2 separate regions of the Mus musculus genome follow, and region 1 is linked to region 2. A link is a contact called in public promoter capture Hi-C data. All regions are on one chromosome and are shown on one strand. Each heading gives the region's core, a stretch centred on a gene start, on an enhancer-like site or on the middle of the called end of the contact. The rest is flanking DNA. Distances are from core to core; before and after follow the strand shown. Region 1 overlaps Celf2 (CUGBP, Elav-like family member 2). Region 2 holds the start of A230108P19Rik (RIKEN cDNA A230108P19 gene).

What was found. Promoter capture Hi-C pulls out the DNA fragments that hold promoters and counts their contacts.
Region 1: a contact with region 2 is called in a promoter capture Hi-C map of pre-B cells, with 2.6 times the contacts expected there. The contact joins the enhancer-like site here to the promoter of A230108P19Rik in region 2. A contact is called at or near these places in 5 of 39 promoter capture datasets (the C10 cell line, cranial neural crest, frontonasal cranial neural crest and 2 more) and 3 of 115 datasets of contacts at active chromatin or transcription factors (the 230-238 cell line, acute myeloid leukemia and bone marrow-derived macrophages).

Annotation. Positions count from the first base shown.
Region 1 is chr2:6,708,666-6,712,994 of GRCm38.p6, forward strand. The region is part of intron 2 of Celf2 (CUGBP, Elav-like family member 2); the gene reads right to left. Among named protein-coding and RNA genes, the nearest start is that of Celf2, 170 kb to the right of the region's middle. Within about 2 kb of position 2,621, at least 100 of the 459 cell types and tissues checked have an H3K27ac peak or open chromatin away from gene starts, as enhancers often do. A contact at or near this core is called in the 230-238 cell line, acute myeloid leukemia, bone marrow-derived macrophages and 1 more, where this site is marked.
Region 2 is chr2:6,191,217-6,195,414 of GRCm38.p6, forward strand. A230108P19Rik (RIKEN cDNA A230108P19 gene) reads left to right here and starts at 2,035. Exons shown (of 7, transcript NR_040333.1): 1 at 2,035-2,105. The region is part of intron 4 of Echdc3 (enoyl Coenzyme A hydratase domain containing 3); the gene reads right to left.

The DNA of each region.
Region 1 (4,329 bases), core at 1,371-3,870, 520 kb after region 2:
TATTTTACAAAAGACTTTAAAATATATACAAATAAACAAACCCCCCAAAGTCCAGTTTTGTTTTGTCCCACTGAAGCATGTTGCTCAGTGTCAACACTGAAGCTGGATGCTCCCTGTCTCTATTAGGAGCAGGGAGAAGGACAATGTGCCTGGAGGGCAGCAGTGGTGTGCACAATGTAGTTGTTCTTTCACTGGTTACTCTCAATGCAGTCAAGCATGTGGGTTATATTTTCTTTTAAATAAACCCATATTCTGTTGCTAAACATTCTCACAGACATAAAGAAAACAAATACCAAACTAAGCTGATTTAAAGAAGAACCTTCAAAAGTCCTGTGGAAAGTGAGAATGATTAGCCATATTCACTTTCTTATGCAGCCATGCTCATGTACACGTGTGTGTGTGTGTGTGTGTGTGTGAAATATGGCAACAGGACCAATTCCGAATTACTAGCATTTATCATAATATTTTCCTAGTAAACACAATTTAAATCTTTCTGGAAGGGATACATGTATTAGATAATATATGTTTTAGAGAAATGTATCTATCAAAACTGTTAACACATTTACTTCCTTTTCAGTGTTGTGGTTCCTGTAAGAATTTTCTTCCCCCAAAACGAGGTCTCTGAAAACAGTGTTGGTTCTGGGTAGGGAGAAGGGGCTAAGAAACAAACTAGCCTCTCAGTGAGATGACTTCTCATTACTGACATAGTTCTTAGAGATTCCTGCCACCCAAGTCAGTGAACCTCCTCTACTGCAGAGAACACAGATGTAAAACCAACTGCTGTCTTCAAAAGTAGACAATAGCTGGCAGCAAGAGAGGTGTGCAACAGCTAACCAAGTAACTGGCATAAGCAACGAAACGTGGTTCAGAAGGAACGTGTTGCTGAGAGTTCAGTTGTAATGTCAATTTTGAACAAACCATAAAGTCAGCATGTAAATGATAAAAATTTAAACCTGAAAATCCTCAGAAAATATTAAATAATATTAAACAGTCCAATATGTAGAGGGATGTAGCCTAAGATCTATGCTACTAACAGGATGCCCAAGGGAAACAGGGCTAAAATAAACGGGCATGCCATTATCTTAAAGGGGTCTGCCATCTTGAATGTCAAGAGCACTGGGATCAGGAATTTGGAACACTAACTTAAGCTTGGGATTTAATGAGCTCCTCCAGAGGCTCTGATTCCGAGTAACCAACCGTGTTGCCACCTTCTCAAGAGATCACTGACATATCCGACTATTCTCATCCCTTGACTCATTCTACCACAATCTTCTAAGTATTAAGAATACTTACCTCAACTGTGTCTATTTTCTAGGTACATAATTAAAACACTCAAGATTTTCCTACCCAAAAGATCCAGAATGAACATTTCATAGCTTATCCAGCTTACAAAGCCAGGTATTAGTCATTTTGCTTTCCTCTCACTGCTTTCTTCTACTCTTTCTCCTTTTTACTACTCCTTATCGAGTTCCTAATGTGTGCTAAGTTCTCCACTGAGCAATGATCTTGCAACATTCTATACTTTAGTCCTCAGAAGTCTTCCAGGGAGGATTTCACTTCCATTTGGGAAAAGGGGCAAAGAAAAAACACAATTTCAAATTATAATGAAGTTTAAAATAATAGATAAGAGTTTAACACACAAATATACATGCTCCCTCTGAGGATTAAGGGGACGGGTCAGCTTAATGTGAAGTAGTATCTATTAGGTAAGGGATGGCAGTTCTTTCTCAGCATCCAATGCTAAATACCATTACAGTAGAAAAGGACTTTGCACTGCTGAACTAATCAGGCTGCAATGAATACCTAAAAGTCCATGGTCACAATTCTTGTTATAAACTCAGTGTGTCACAAAACAAACTGAAAAGCCTTGAACATGAAGAAGGGATCTGTCAGGAAGGGACAGGCAGGGGACATAATAGTGGTCAAAATGCATTGTACATATGAGAAAGTGCCCCAAACAAAAAAGTAAGACCAAATTTGAAAAGGTGAGATTTGAAGGCCTGCATAGTTATTTTTCTCCCCTCCTGGAGAGAAAATAGAAGATGGAGACTTGCAAGACTCAGGAACATCACAAATGTAAAGGAAGGCTCCATTTCAAGGTTATATAGCCAATAACACTCTCCAAGGGGACAGGATAGGAGACCACTAAGTGGCAAGCTGGGCAGGAAGCTCCAGCGATACACCCTTCCTGCTGTCACCCATGCCGGGAGGACTTTTTTTCGATGCAGCTGCTCACAGTCACCCATGCTCCTAGAAGAAACCTTAACATAGATTGGGTGGAAGAATTTTGCCAGTCTGTTACCAGTGACCTATCTGGATAAACAGACGTTTGTTCATGTTTCCTCAGGGAAATAATGCAGCAGAAGGCCTGTTTGATGCATTGGGGCTGACTCATTATGCCAGTGTAAAAGCTGCACCAGGCCCCATCTCCTTGTATTAATTTGGAAAACCTTCAGAAAGACACTCTAGAAAGACTTTAACTGATCTTGTTCTAAATTCCACAGCGAGATGAAAGAAGGAACACTAAAAATGAAGAAAAAGAGGAAGGGGGCTATGTAGGTATGATACTGAAAAGGGAAACGCCACACTTCCTGTCACATGACCTCAGCTCCCTTACTCTTTCACTTTATCTCTATCACAGGAAAGGCACTGAACTCTGGAGCACATAAGCATAATATTTTCTGACCAGCAGGCCACCAAAAGATACTGACTGCCACATGAGTCTGGGCTACCTATTTCCCGTCCCATGATCCCTCAACCTTCAAATCATCATTATAGAGGGTTTTGCATCAGTTCTTTTAAGACAGATGGGCAAGGTCCACTCTTGAGAACAGCGGAGTTAGCTGCTGCACCCTTGCCTTCTTAACTTTTATTCGGTGCTCTATGTTTACCACTTCTATATACAAATTTGGCTTATACTCTGTACTTTACCTGATGTTCCAACATTTCAAGTATAAGCACCAGAATCCCATGGTTTAGTATTAATTCAAAGAGCTTATCTATACAGAGCCTCACTCCATACTTTAGGATCTTCAAAACTTCAATCAGAACCTTTTTTTTTTTTTTTATTTTTGGGAACACAGCCCCTCGTCTTAATTCCTTGCTGTGGGTTTTCCCTCTTTTCACCCTTCTGGCTTACTGCTCAGTCTTTTGAAGTTAACCTGCTAGACCTTTCCATGTTGTCCACCTTCCAGACTTCGTGATTCACGCTGCTCCTCTTTGGAATGCCTCCATCTACTTGATGTAACTTCAATAATACTTGCTAATACTGGCCATGGTGTCCTAGATAGCAGCAAAAAGGCTTTGCATGGTAAAAAGTTATTAAGCTACCTGCTCCATCCAGCTTGCTTCTGCTTCTGGAATCACTTGTAACACTGAGCAACTGGGGAGCAGTTTGGCTCATTATCTTGTCAGATACCTTTTTTCCTACACACCTCAATGCCTATAATACCCATATAACTTTCTATATGTCTATAAATATGATCTCCATTGAATTATAGTAGCATCTGTACTTTAAAACGAAGTTAAAATGGAGAGAGACGGTAAAAACCAGCTGTACTTTCTGGATCCTGTAGGAGACACATCTTGGTCGCTTGGCAGGCTGGGTTACAGAATCTGCTTCAGAAACCTAAGGTATAATTCACCTGACAATGCTTTATAATGCTGAGACTCCAGGAGAGCTGAGGGCGATCATCACAGAACATTCCATTGTAACCCTTTACTTCTGTCCTCTGATTCCAGCTTATGATTTTTAATAGGAATAGAGAAATCATGTTCCTTTATTCTTCAACATAATCACTGCCTGAAGTTTATATTATGAGTTTCTCTAATTTGTGTTCATGCCAGAGTGTGAATAGTGGATTAGTAGAAACTTCTCTGAGTCATTTACAAATAGAGTGAAAAAATACTGATCTTAGCTATCAACTTCTGCGCTGTCTGGACTGCTATCCCCATCTACCTTGATCGTGTTTCACCACTGTGGTTTGTCCCCACTCACCGATCAGCTCTGTGGAGGGAAACCTGCTACTTTGCATCCCACTTCCATGTAGCTGACCACCCAACTCAGATAAAAGGAAGCCTGGAGAATGCGGCCCACCATAGTGTATCATCTCCCATGTGCCTTCTGTGCTCCTCTCTCTATGGATATACTCATCAAAGTTGACCCGAGGCCCAGTTCTTTAATATGTCTAACTGTTCTAGTTTGCTGTCAGAGTGTTTCTAATGTTAACCCTAAAGTATCACTGAGACTCCTAAAGTTAATTTTCTACAGAGTTTTACAATATGGGTCAAAATACTTTCAATTTCCTTAACCAATTTTCAAAAAAGCCA
Region 2 (4,198 bases), core at 785-3,284:
GCATGTTGCTCTTCTCCACATGTTTGAGGATAAAATATTAGACCAGAAGAAGGATACATTTCCCCACTAAGCCTCTGTGTCTACAATCCTGGATTCTCTCCCTTCATCCCAGAAGACCAAGAAAGAATTCATGAGATCAATACCTCATGCTCAAGGATGACGTGTGCGGAACAAGATCAAAGGCCAGAAGACATTCTACCCCTGCCTTTGGGATCCTAAGCCATCCTGCCAAGCTCATCCCCTCTCTAGGCTTCAGTTTCCCTTTCTGCCTACTGGAGCCACATGTTTTTACAGCATGAGGTTAGAGGGTGACATTCAGTAAGGAAAAGGCAGGTTGTTTTCCCAGCTAATCAGCACAGTCATATCTTAGTATCTACGTTTTTACACTGTGAGTTTACAGGATCTTCAGATGAACTAGAAGAAAAGATACCTTCACCTCTATGCTAATGGCCCCATACTGCCATTCAGGGCGGCACCTCTTTGGTCACCCTAAGAAGTTGGTAAGTCAGTAGTTCTTTACTCTAGGGGGACATTCATTCAAAATGACAATTAAGATTTGAGGCTGTGACTTAACCTGGTTGTCAGACAATCTTCTAGAAAGGAGAGGTTTGGAGACAGACACCAGAGTCAAACCAACTGACCCTTCAGAGTCTGATCCGTCCTCTGGACAGACGAATGGGTACCTGCATTCTCCACGCCCTGGTGATTATTCCAGATAACAGATTAATCCGAGATAACGGAATTCTCGGTAGATGCCAGTGAGTGGAGTGACTAATATTAACATCCTCACTCCTACTGGATACTTCTGTGACTCTGACACTGGCTTCAAGGCTTCACAGCACCTGAGCGGATCAGCAAAGCAGAGGGGACCACACAGATGTGATGGCTGTGTGCTGCAGCATCCTGGGGCCTCTCTGCTTATCTTTTGGGTGGGCCCCATGCCTTGGTTTATCCAGACTGTAAGAACAAAAGGCCATAAACTGTGTGGCTGAGAAGCAGGAAGATCTCATGCTCTGGAGGTTGGGAAGCCCAGGTTCAAGGCATCAGCAGATTTAGTGTCCAGGGAGAAAGCTGACTCCAGGTTCAGAGACTGATGTATCACTGTGTCCTCACATGGGACCTGACACCCCTTTCCCACAGACTCTAGTCCCATCATGAGGTTCTACTCTTGACCCAACATCACATCCCAAGGCCCCACCTCCAACAGCTGTCACTTTGATGATTGCACTGCAACATATGAACTCAGGGAACAACACATTCAGGCTGTAGTAATGGTGTCTGTCTTCTTGAGACTGTGGACTGCAGCTTGAGGAGATGCAGGGAGAAAGAGGAATGAGTGGGGGAGGGTTGGATACGGTGCACACCCACCAGGTGTGCACAGGTTACACACACCAGATCACTGCCCTCATCTCGCCGGGAAACTAGGAAAAGTTGCTAGCATGCATGGGTGCTTTTAAGCTGCATTTTCTAAATTATGTTAGGCATGCAACTCACTGTTAAATAGTCGATATGAGTCATGTCCGAGTCTCTGTGGGAGTTGTGGTATGGGTGAGGATCGAACTCTGAGTTAGACTTGTGGGAGATAAGGGTGTGCAAACACACAGCCAGGTGGGTAGGTAAGCGGAAGCAAGGATTTTCCCCGTGGTGAAGGGACTGGTGTTGGAAGGAGACTCGAGTCCTTTCTAGCTTTCCTGGAATACTTACTGATATACTTATGGGACGCCTGATGTGCTGGCTCTTAGCTGTGCATGGCCAGCCCGGCCTCGGGAAGAGAACATCTGGAGGCAGGGCTTTTATATAGCACAATGAAGATGCATGGTTGAATTCAAGGGAACGACTTTAAAAATAAGATGAATAATCATGCCTTGACACAGTATGCTCAACTCCATGGCTTTTGCCCAGTAGAAGAACTGCAGTCTTTAACTTTCCAGCACAGCAGAACATTTTCCTAGAGTGCCCAGCAGAGGGAAGTAGAGTCCAACACATGTTGTCCTAACACCTAAGTAGGAAAGGACTGAGACGTCCATCCAGGCCAGTTTGCAAAAGCACCTGCCTGCTTCTCTGCGGATAAACACAGGGACCTATTATCACCAGCAGATGCAATGGTACGTTCACAGTGTGTGCTTGAGTTCACTCTTCTTCTGGGGGGCCAGAATATGAAGAGAAACTATAATTCTGAGTGTGTGTGTGTGTGCGCGCGCGCGCGCGCGCTCATAAGTGTGCATGCACATATTGGACTGGGTGCACGTGTGCACGTGTATTTAGAGGTCAGAAGTCAACCTTGGGTGGTGTTTGCCAGGAGCTGTCTACCTTGTTTTTTGAAAGGCATCTACAGGATGTCTTTCAGTGGGTAGAAGTTGCTGATTACTTAGACTGGCTGGTCCCAGAGCTTCGGGGATCCTCCCGTTTTGGCCTCCTCAGCTCTGAGATGACAAGTGTGCACCGCGAGGCCTGGCTTTGATGAGTGTGCTCTGCAGATGGAACTCAGGGCCTCCTGCTTGTGCAGCTGGAATTTGCTGATGGAGCTGCCTTCCCCACCCCCAGGACAGACTGTTGTCGTTTGAGAAGGCCTGCTTCCTGACAAAACGTTCTTTGGCAGGGAAAAAGCGATTCTGGTTCTCACGATGCCCTTGCCCCTTCATCTGTCACACTGTGCAGATTACGCAATGTGGTTCCGAGAACTGGGCTTCCATGGAATTCAAGGGATATTTTGGTTACATTTCTCCTCTTTCTTTTCAAAAACAATTGTAAAGTTTGACAGTCTGAAGTTTCTAGGAATTCTGATAAGCCTTAATTTAGAAGGCTTGCTATTTTTTACCCTGTCAATAGGACTTAAATGCCTTTACCATGGAACCTTCCAGCAAGTCATGTGTTGGAAAGAGGATGAACCAGTATAGCAACTTCTTGCTATGAAAGGCTTCATGGTTTCATCTGCAGTTACAAGACAGTCCTTGAGTATCACAGGAGATTTGTAATCTATTTTGACTTGAAGTCCAGGCAATGATATAAGAAATATTCACTAAACATGGCTGCACTTAAGGCAAATATCTATCTAAAATAATAAGCAAGCACCTCCCCTTTGAAAGATGCTTGAGCAAACCCTCACCTCTTGCAGCTTGTAGCCCACTTCCAGCCTGGTGTCCGCATACTGGTTTGTAGTAAACTGCAGTATCTTCATAGGTGCACCCGTTTCTGCCAAAACTAACCAGGAGGACCTGGGGAAGGGCAAAATTCTCCCAGGCACCCCTTGGCTCTACTGCTGTTTTCCCTTCAGGTCTCACTTCTTTCTTGCCTCAGGCCTGTGAGCCACTGTTAAGTTTGGCAGTTGTTTCAAGACCAGATAGCCTGTTCTCCTTGCTCGCTGCATATATAGGTTTGCGCCTTCGTTTCCAGATTTCCCACTGAGAACAGGATGTCTTCCTCCCAGAACAGACACTGTGGTTTTCCGCTTCATGGATGCCCACTGAACGCTATTCTGTGAGGTTTTGGACGGAAGACAGCTTTACAAGGGGAAACAGACTTGATTGTCATTAGTGATGACAAGACAGCTCCGACACACAGCTGCTCCTTGTGCAGAGTCCCACAGTATGGACAGGCTAGTTCTGGTCTAACCACTGTAAGCCCAGCACTGTAAATCAGACACTGTAACTCCTTTCTGGAATGAGAATGGTTGTCAAGAAATCACTAGCCAGAGATTCAGCCTCAGCCCCTTGTCACTGGCGCTGTGTCAGCGCGCTGTGCACTGTGTCTCCTGGGCAGCCATTTGGTGGAACAAAACTGTTTCAATTGCATTTTCAAATGAGATTACACAAAGGCCATGCTTTTCTGAAAAGGAAAAACCTAAACTGTCATATTGAGGGGCTTGTAAGATTGAGATATGGCGAGTTCACAGGTTGACACGTGCTGTTTGATGCTACAGAGGAACAGGCAGTGAGTGCTGCTCTCCCCAGCACAGAAGGACACTAGTGGTTTTGGGCAGAATGTCCAATATAGAAGATGGAAGATACTGTGGTAGGTGTGTGTGTGTGTATGTGTGTAAGCCAGAGGCTAATTTCTGGTATTGTTTCTCAGGTGCTATGTATCTTGTTTGTATGGGGGAGGGGGTTGGGGGAACAGGATCTCTCACTGGCCTAGATTCACTGAGTAGCCTTGCCTGGCCAACCAGCCAGCTCCAGGTATCCAGCTATATCTGCCTTCC